2 separate regions of the Mus musculus genome follow, and region 2 is linked to region 1. A link is a contact called in public HiChIP or PLAC-seq data. All regions are on one chromosome and are shown on one strand. Each heading gives the region's core, a stretch centred on a gene start, on an enhancer-like site or on the middle of the called end of the contact. The rest is flanking DNA. Distances are from core to core; before and after follow the strand shown.

Evidence for each region. HiChIP or PLAC-seq counts read pairs in DNA pulled down with a chosen protein or histone mark.
Region 2: a contact with region 1 is called in an H3K4me3 HiChIP or PLAC-seq map of the SCID.adh cell line, with 11 read pairs. The contact joins the enhancer-like site here to the promoter of Pvt1 in region 1. A contact is called at or near these places in 1 of 39 promoter capture datasets (the SN4741 cell line), 1 of 15 datasets of contacts at CTCF or cohesin (large pre-B cells) and 5 of 115 datasets of contacts at active chromatin or transcription factors (the 230-238 cell line, the NIH/3T3 cell line, the SCID.adh cell line and 2 more).

What each region holds. Positions count from the first base shown.
Region 1 is chr15:62,035,818-62,039,707 of GRCm38.p6, reverse strand. Pvt1 (Pvt1 oncogene) reads right to left here and starts at 1,722. Exons shown (of 5, transcript NR_132747.1): 1 at 1,507-1,722.
Region 2 is chr15:63,602,883-63,606,899 of GRCm38.p6, reverse strand. No RefSeq gene overlaps it. Among named protein-coding and RNA genes, the nearest start is that of 4930449C09Rik, 110 kb to the left of the region's middle. Within about 2 kb of position 2,444, at least 22 of the 459 cell types and tissues checked have an H3K27ac peak or open chromatin away from gene starts, as enhancers often do. A contact at or near this core is called in the SCID.adh cell line and acute myeloid leukemia, where this site is marked.

The DNA of each region.
Region 1 (3,890 bases), core at 473-2,972:
ATCAAAAAAAAAAAATCAATTTCTTCTACTTTTCAAGGGAAGCTGGTTTATGCAAAATCCTGCACTCAATAGGTAAAGCAGCAAGAAACAGCCACCCTTAACCAGGCAAAACAACAAGGCAGTCCCATACAGTCACTCCCTAACAGAGTGGGGTGGGGGTCCCAGCACAATAGCCCACAATGTCTTAAACCAGCCTTAATGTCTCACCAGATCCATCATGAACCTAGTTGAGTTCAAATAACCGTAAGGCACATCCTCACCTCCGAGATGTAACTAGCACACATCCAAGCACTGAGAGCAGGCCACCACGAGGTTTTTCCCAGTCATGGAGTCCATGTGACGTTTCTGATTTCCTGACAGCTTTGCTCCTTCTAAATCTTTTAAGAAGTCCCACTTGGAGCTCCAAGGATAGAAACACAAACGCTTTCCCACTGGCTAGAGCTTTAAGAAGGACTAGCTATGACCATAGGACTGTGCAAGTGAACAAGCCCAAACTTGTCACTGCCCATATGCAAAACAGGCCTGCAACATCCTACCACATGCACTTCAACAGAGACCTGCATCCTTAGCCCTCCCCAACACACAGACACACAGACAGACAAACAGACAGACAGACAGGCAAGCAGGCAGGCACACACACACACACACACACACACACACACACACACACACACATTTGGCTTTCTCTAGGTCAAATGACAACAACCCCTTAAAAACACAAGAGCAGAAAGGAAACAAAAACCTCACTTCTCCCTATACTCTCTTAAGTGATTTCTCTCCTTAAGCTTCTAGAACGTTCTGGAGAGCTCAAAAGGACAGATTATCACCCACTAGTAAACTAGTAAGAAAATCCATGATGTGTCTACACATAGGCACATGTAGCTTCATGGCTGCGCTTCCTGGAAGTCTGCACAGTTCTCCCACACCACTCATAGGTACAGCAGAAAATACTAGCCAAGAAAGGGCCAATCTAGTTAAAGCAACAAGCTATCCAAAAAGAATTAGCAAGGATGAAGGCGTGGGGGCCTTCCACGAACACAGGAACGCAATACAAAAGCACAGAAAGTTTCCTGACACAGGGAGTTTTAGGAGATCACCTTCTTTCTGCCCCGAGGGGGTGTCTCGGAGGAGGGCTGGCCAAGGATGGAGGGAGCATCACTAGACTAGACTCAGACTTCCAGTTTCGTAAATGAGGCCTCCAAACCACATCAGCGGCCCCAAATCTGCGCTGATTGCAGGGGGCGTCTCTCTCTTTTAGACCTGAGGAAATGGGCTCTTGATCAAGTGCATAAATCCAGAATTACCTCTATGTAGAGGCCATCCTGGGAAATCTCCCTCGCACCCACACTTCTCACCCACACCCAAACTCTCTGGCAATCTCGAGTCTAGTGATGAGGAAAAGTGCAAGGTTAACACGCGCTCGTGGGAATGCAAAAGCCACTTTCCTCTATCCAGACTCTGCATCCCTGGGCTCCAGAGTTTCCAGGGGATAAACTTGGAACTTACAAGAGGGTGGATCCAGCCGTGACTCCGAGGTCACCGGGGCTGCCAACATCCTTTCCACGCGGATATCCACTCGGGGGGCTCTGGGAATGCTAAGTTCGTAGCTTCTCTTCATCCTGGCCTTGCCGAGCCCGCTTGACCAGTGGGTCCATGTGCTCGGCGGCCACACGCGCTCTGCCTGGTAGAGCGCGGGGCTGGCGGGTGGCCCGTGACGTCACGGCGGCTCGCTCCCGGCCGCGGGGGAGGGGGAGAAGCGCGCGCCACCGGGCAGGCCGCGTGTGTCCCCGATCTCCTGGTGTCTGGAGGTTTCTGACCTGAGGGATCCAGCTCGCCCCTCTGCCTGCTGCCCTAGGCAATGAAGGGGCATCAAGCCTGAGAGGAGAACCGCATGGAGGTGGCGTGCCACTGAGGCTGCTTAATGCCCAGATGGCCCTAGTAGAGAGCACACTCTGTCAGTCCTGGGCTGGGAGGTTCTAGCTGCACTCAAACCTAGGTCCTACATAGGTCCCACACAGCCTGGGGCTATGCCCAGGCGAGGTCAACTAGCTTTCCCACCTCCCCTCCCCACCCTCCCCTCCCCCACACTATTCCTTTTTAAGGTAGACATCCCATCCCCCTTCACCTTGAAGCTTAGCAGTCTTCCCACTTTTCGGATAGGGAAGGAGACTCCAGTGAATTAAAAGGACCAAACTGCTCAGAAAATAGGTCAGTAGTTCCTACAGAAGACCCCCCCGAATCTGTTCTATTTCAGAACTCTCATCTGAGAGCAGTCCTGGGTACCATCCATCATCTGTGGTTCTGGAGAGAAGGACGTACTAAGCAAACTCTAGCTGAGAGAGGACCACCTGTCTGCAGCATCCTCCATTCTTGGTCCGTACAGGGTATTACACTAACCTCTCAAATGTGCAAAAGCCTCTGCAAAGAACGAAGGCTGGTGTGAAAGGCACGCGTATACCACGATATTCTTTTCGCTGTATTCAATCCAGCACCGAACAGGTGCACGTCTCTAGTACCATTTAGTCAAGCGCGGCAACGTGCTACAACCAGAAAGGGGAATGAAAGATGAGGTAGACTCAGATCCTAGAGGGAAACCGGAGTCCTGTGGAAAGCGGGTTGCATAACTAGGTGATACCAGGATCGCGGAAAGTAACGCGGGTCCACTCTTCTCTCAGCACACTATACCTCACTTTATTTCAATCTCTCAGAGAGTCTTTATCTCCTCCCTCCCTCTACGTTCCCCCTTCAATGTCTTCACTTTCATTACTTCTTAGCCACATGAAGATGTCTCTGTTGAAGAGAAAATTTACCATACTCGTGTGTGCCAGTGCGATATGCACGGATAATCGCGCTGTGTGTGGTTGGTTTCCACCCTGAGAGTGACCGAACAGATCTTCCGATTATCTCCTTCAGATTATCTCCTTCTTGTGCTAGAGAGTGAAGAGGGTTCTGAATTCTATGTCTGTATGTGCTTTCGATGTGTCAGACATTTCCCAAACCACCTGCTGCGACCTTGGGGAGAAGCAACCACAGGCTCTCAGAGGCCCAGTTTTAAAGACAACTTCAGTAACAAATCCCTGAAGATGCCACCTGCTCCTTCCAGTTAGTCCTGTACACTAGACCTCCCAACGGCTGAAGACCTTCACCCAGGTTCATTCAGCTTTAGTCTCGACCCAGTTTGCCCTTCCCTGGGACTAAATTTTGCTGCGCTAATTTTAGGCTAATATTTTCCCCCGATATAATATAAAAATATCATTTGGGAATTTCACATAATACACTCTAATAGCACTCTTATCCCGATCCTCCCATGTCAGTCCTCCCCACCTTTGTGAACATCCCTACCACCACCACCACCACCACCACCACTGGAAAGTCATAGAGCCACTGGAGTATGGCCACACTCCTAGGGACCAGCCAGCTCCTTAAAGAAAACTGATTCCTTCCCCACCTACCCGACCCCCTCCAGAAGCCATAAGTTGTGGAGAGCTACACTTCAGCATTCTTACCACATTTTTTAAAGCATTCTCTTCGAAGGCTTTCTGTCCAGGTTGTTACTTTGGGGAGTGGGGCTTCCTTTTATGGGATGTTTAAAAATTTTTCCAGTGCCGGGCATGGTGGCCCACACCTTTAATCCCAGCACTTGGGAGACAGAGACAGGTGGATTTCTGAGGTCCAGGCCAGCCTGGTCTACAAAATGAGTTCCAGGACAGCCAGGGCTATACAGAGAAACCCTGTCAAAAAAAAAAAAAAAAGAAAAAAAGAAAAAAGAAAAGAAAGAAAGAAAAAAAAAGAAAAAGAAAGAAAGAAAGAAAATATTCCAGCAAAATTTCACAGAAGAAAGTATTTTTAATAGCACTACTATCTAAAACAAACATTATAATATATGTTTC
Region 2 (4,017 bases), core at 1,195-3,694, 1.6 Mb before region 1:
GTGGAACCACAACGTTCCCGTGGAAGGCAGAAGACAACCTATGAGAGTTAGTTCTTTCCTTTAATCATGTGGACCACTGGGGCTGAACTCAGGTGATCAGGCCTAGATCCAGGCACTATTATTCCCCAAGGCGTCTTTCTGCCCTAATGTGTTTAATGTGGTTCTTGTTCTTAGGTCTTTACTGGTCTTTTTCCAGCCTTTTTCAACCATCAGAAAGCCAGCTTAGCAGCTATCTTCCTATGGATTATAAACCCCTTCTCTGTGATTTTCAAACCACTGTGTACTCATGCGTATCACAATACTTACTGTATAGCATTTGGACCTTTTTCCCTTTATAGTTTAACCATTAGACTATAAGTTCACCGAAATGGGGATCATATCACAGTCACCATTAGTGGCTACTACAGTAGCAGTGGCCTGATGCTAGAAATAATTTATTCTTTCTCTTCTTCCTTTGTGATGACTGTCCAAGGCATATTGATAGACGTCCTTTTTGTGAAGACACTAGCCTGGAGTTACTTCTTGACCCTGGATACTGATGTTGCTTTATCCAGAAATGTCTCCCCCCCTCCTCTTTCTCCATTTGAGTTCATCCTGGGATAATCACATACTGATTGACTTTTAATGCTTTATTTTACATAATTTATCATAAGCAGACCAGCTAAGATGACTCTAAATGTCAAGTGTAAGACAGAAATAGCACTGTATCTTTAGGATGAGACACTCTGGAGAAATGCTGAAGCAGGTTAGAGTCCAGAGTTCTGCTCATAGCTGCACTCATGACCGCACTGAGATGGCAGTCCCTAGACTTCCTTCCTCATTGTAGCACCCAGGGATGAACTCTTTTAGGATCCTTGCAACCAAAACCCCTTTAACATTTCATATTTGAGATAGAAAAAAAATCTTTGTGATGGGTCTTACATTCAAACAAACTCACACAATGACTGAGTGTATACATGAACATTTGCTTTTATTTTTCTTTTCCTTTTAGCAGGTTTTTATATAGCCCAGGCTGCCCTTGAGCTCACTATGGTGCTGAGTTTGACCTTGAATTCCTTGATCCTCCTGCTCCTACTTCCCATGTGAGGGATTTTGTGCGTGTACAACCACAACACATTTTTTTTCTGTATGAAAATCTGTCACTATATTTTTTTGTCAACTCTGCTCTTCTATTCCATGCATCATGACAGACTGTCTCAGCATTGAGTGCTCATGGTCCCTGAGTTTATCTGGAGAAGGCACAGAATTTTCTCTAGGCAAATCTGGACAGTTTTCAGTCTAAGCTTTCTTACTTGTTTGCTTATGTGAGCTGATTCTTTTCTCTAAGCGCTGTCTTTATCACTTAAGAGTTAAAGATGTGTATTTCTGATGGTCGATGGGAGGACTGCTTGAAGGAGGTGCCTGGAAAGAACTTAACAGAGTTAACATGGTAAAGATCATGGTAGAATTTATCTTTTTCCTAAAAGAGGAAATGCTTAAGATGGGAGAGTATTCACGTGACAAATATGACAACTTCTTGTTGGTTTTAATGGTATGTTGCATGTAGCAGAAAATCAACATGCATTCACTCAAAAACATAAGAAAGGGTCTTTCTTGTATTTGGATAATGAGAAAAGGGTCCCCAGGCTCAACTCTAGGGAGTTAAAGGATTTGGAAGCAGTGCTTCTCTGTTGGAGATGCTTCGAGTTCTCGGTGTAATAAGGGTCCAAGGAGCCATTTCCTTTAGTCCTCTGGGGGCATTTGAAAACCTAGATTTCACTGTACAAAGTAGCTCTTTCTCATGCATTTTTATAAAACTACAAACAAAACCTGCTCTTCAGCATTTGTTTCCTTCCCAAGTAATACAGAACAATGATAAATTATTGTTAAAGTCCATTTGTATCCTAAAATGATCTCAGTAAAGTGACATACATTTCTCAGCCTTGAAGGATCTTTTTGTTAAGGCCATCATTCTTTTAGGAGAGAACAAAACATAAACTCTTTAAGGGTGGAAAATGGATGTATTGTCTCAAAATGGGAGACCTTTATTTTTGTCCCAGAGTAATATTTTTATTGATTGAGAATTTCACATCATGCACCCAGATCACACTCACTTTTCAGTGCTCCCAGGTCCATCCCCCACCCTTGTGACTACCCCCTTCATCAAAAAAAAAAAAAAGTCCAATTTTTGTTGTATACTCAGTGTGTCACAGTCAAACTCCCAGGGGCCAGGCCTTAAAAAACAAAACAAAACAAAACAAAACAAAACAAAACAAAACAAAACATCAAAAAACCCAAAACAAGTCCTTCCCACTTGGATCCCACCAGAAGCCATCAACTGTGGAGAGCTACATTTTAGCATCCCTATCACAATTTTTAAGAGTTCCCTTTGGCAGAGGGCCCTGTCCGTGGTCTGCACTGCCACCAGAGACCAGGCTGAGGTCTATGGCACGTGCTGCGTATGCTGGAAACCATGTCGAAGTCCAGGATCCACACTGCTGCTGATTATAAAGGGCAAGAAACCCACTTTTGCAGCGGTATCGATGACTGCAGACTCACACAGTTGGGAAAGAGGGTCATAAAAGGCTTCTGTGCAACTCCTACCCACAACCTCCTTCAAAGAAGTAACAATTTAGATAGGAATGCATGAAAGAAAACAGAAGGCTTTACAAAAGGGGCAATAGGTAAACTGTATGCCTCTGAGAGTCCCACTAATTCTGCATCCCTAATTTTTCCTGATCCTTGCTCCCCCTAGCCATTGAAATACTAGAGACCTCTGTGGAGTTTTGCTACCACGTGTGGCATTGCCATGCCTTTTACAATCACTCTGTACTTAACCTTTCAGAAACGATGAGCTCAGACAATCCTCCCTCCTTTACGAAGTCTATGTTAGGCACTGTTGCCATTGCGTTGGGAAAGCAATGAATGCTTGGTTACACTGCTCCTTACTTGGGCTCCCCTAACCAAGTGACTTAGTCAATGTTTCTCTCAACATCCTGACAGCTGGAAGGGAGCTATTTAATAATGTCTTCATACCAAGAAAAGGAGATCATTAGGAACCAGTGCATAGCTCAGCATTGGGCATGTCACAGGAGCTCATGATATCTCAATGTTTGGTTGCATTAACTAGTGTACAAAAAGGTAGAAATATGGACCCCTCCCAGTGTGGGGTGGTGTGGGGTGGCTAATATTTCAGGGCTTGGGGAGTGCTGTTGGGCTCAAAATGTGAGTTGGCTGAAGTTTTACGGAGTGATGGAAAGCACTCTGAGCGTGTAGGTTCAAAAAGGTTTGGTGCAACTTTTATGGCTTCGAGTCTAAAACTGGATTCATTTGAAATGAAGTTGGAGAGCGAAGCTATTACTCAATGCTTCATGTATGTATTTGGAAACTGAATGTTCTCTGGCAGGCTCCTTTTCAGCTGTGACACAATCTTTGGATCCTTCCCTGCCTGCCTGCCAGTCCAGCTTCCATGGAGGAGAGCTATTTCTAATAACTGCAGCCAGACTTCAGTTTTCAGTGAAGATTAGCCTCGTTGATTCTTCCAGCTAGTGGGAGATGTGCCCCTGCCTCAGAACCCACAAGCATCTTATGGTTATTTATGGAAAGGCCCGTCTGTCTTAACCGACACTCTGCATCACTTCTGACAGATCCCTTGTGCAACACATGACAAATGACTTGCAATGATGTGCTTGGACGGAAGCATGTAACTTTAAAATTTTCATTGATCACCAACTAACTGCATTTAGAGTCTCACACATTACAAATGAAAGACTTCATGGATATGCTTTTGTCAGTAATACTTAAAATTGACTGGCAGATTGATGAAACATTTGACCCTTTGATTTATCCAAAATTTCAACCCAAATCTACTATCTTGATTCTTGGCTCTAGAAAATGTGGGAGATTATGAGATAGATAGAATTTTTCGCTGGCCTCCAGAAGCAGAAAGTCCATGTGTATAGATAGGTTTTTTTTTTTTATATCAAAACTTAACAAAATTTAAAAAAAGATGGAAAAGAATACATTGAGTGAGGGAAG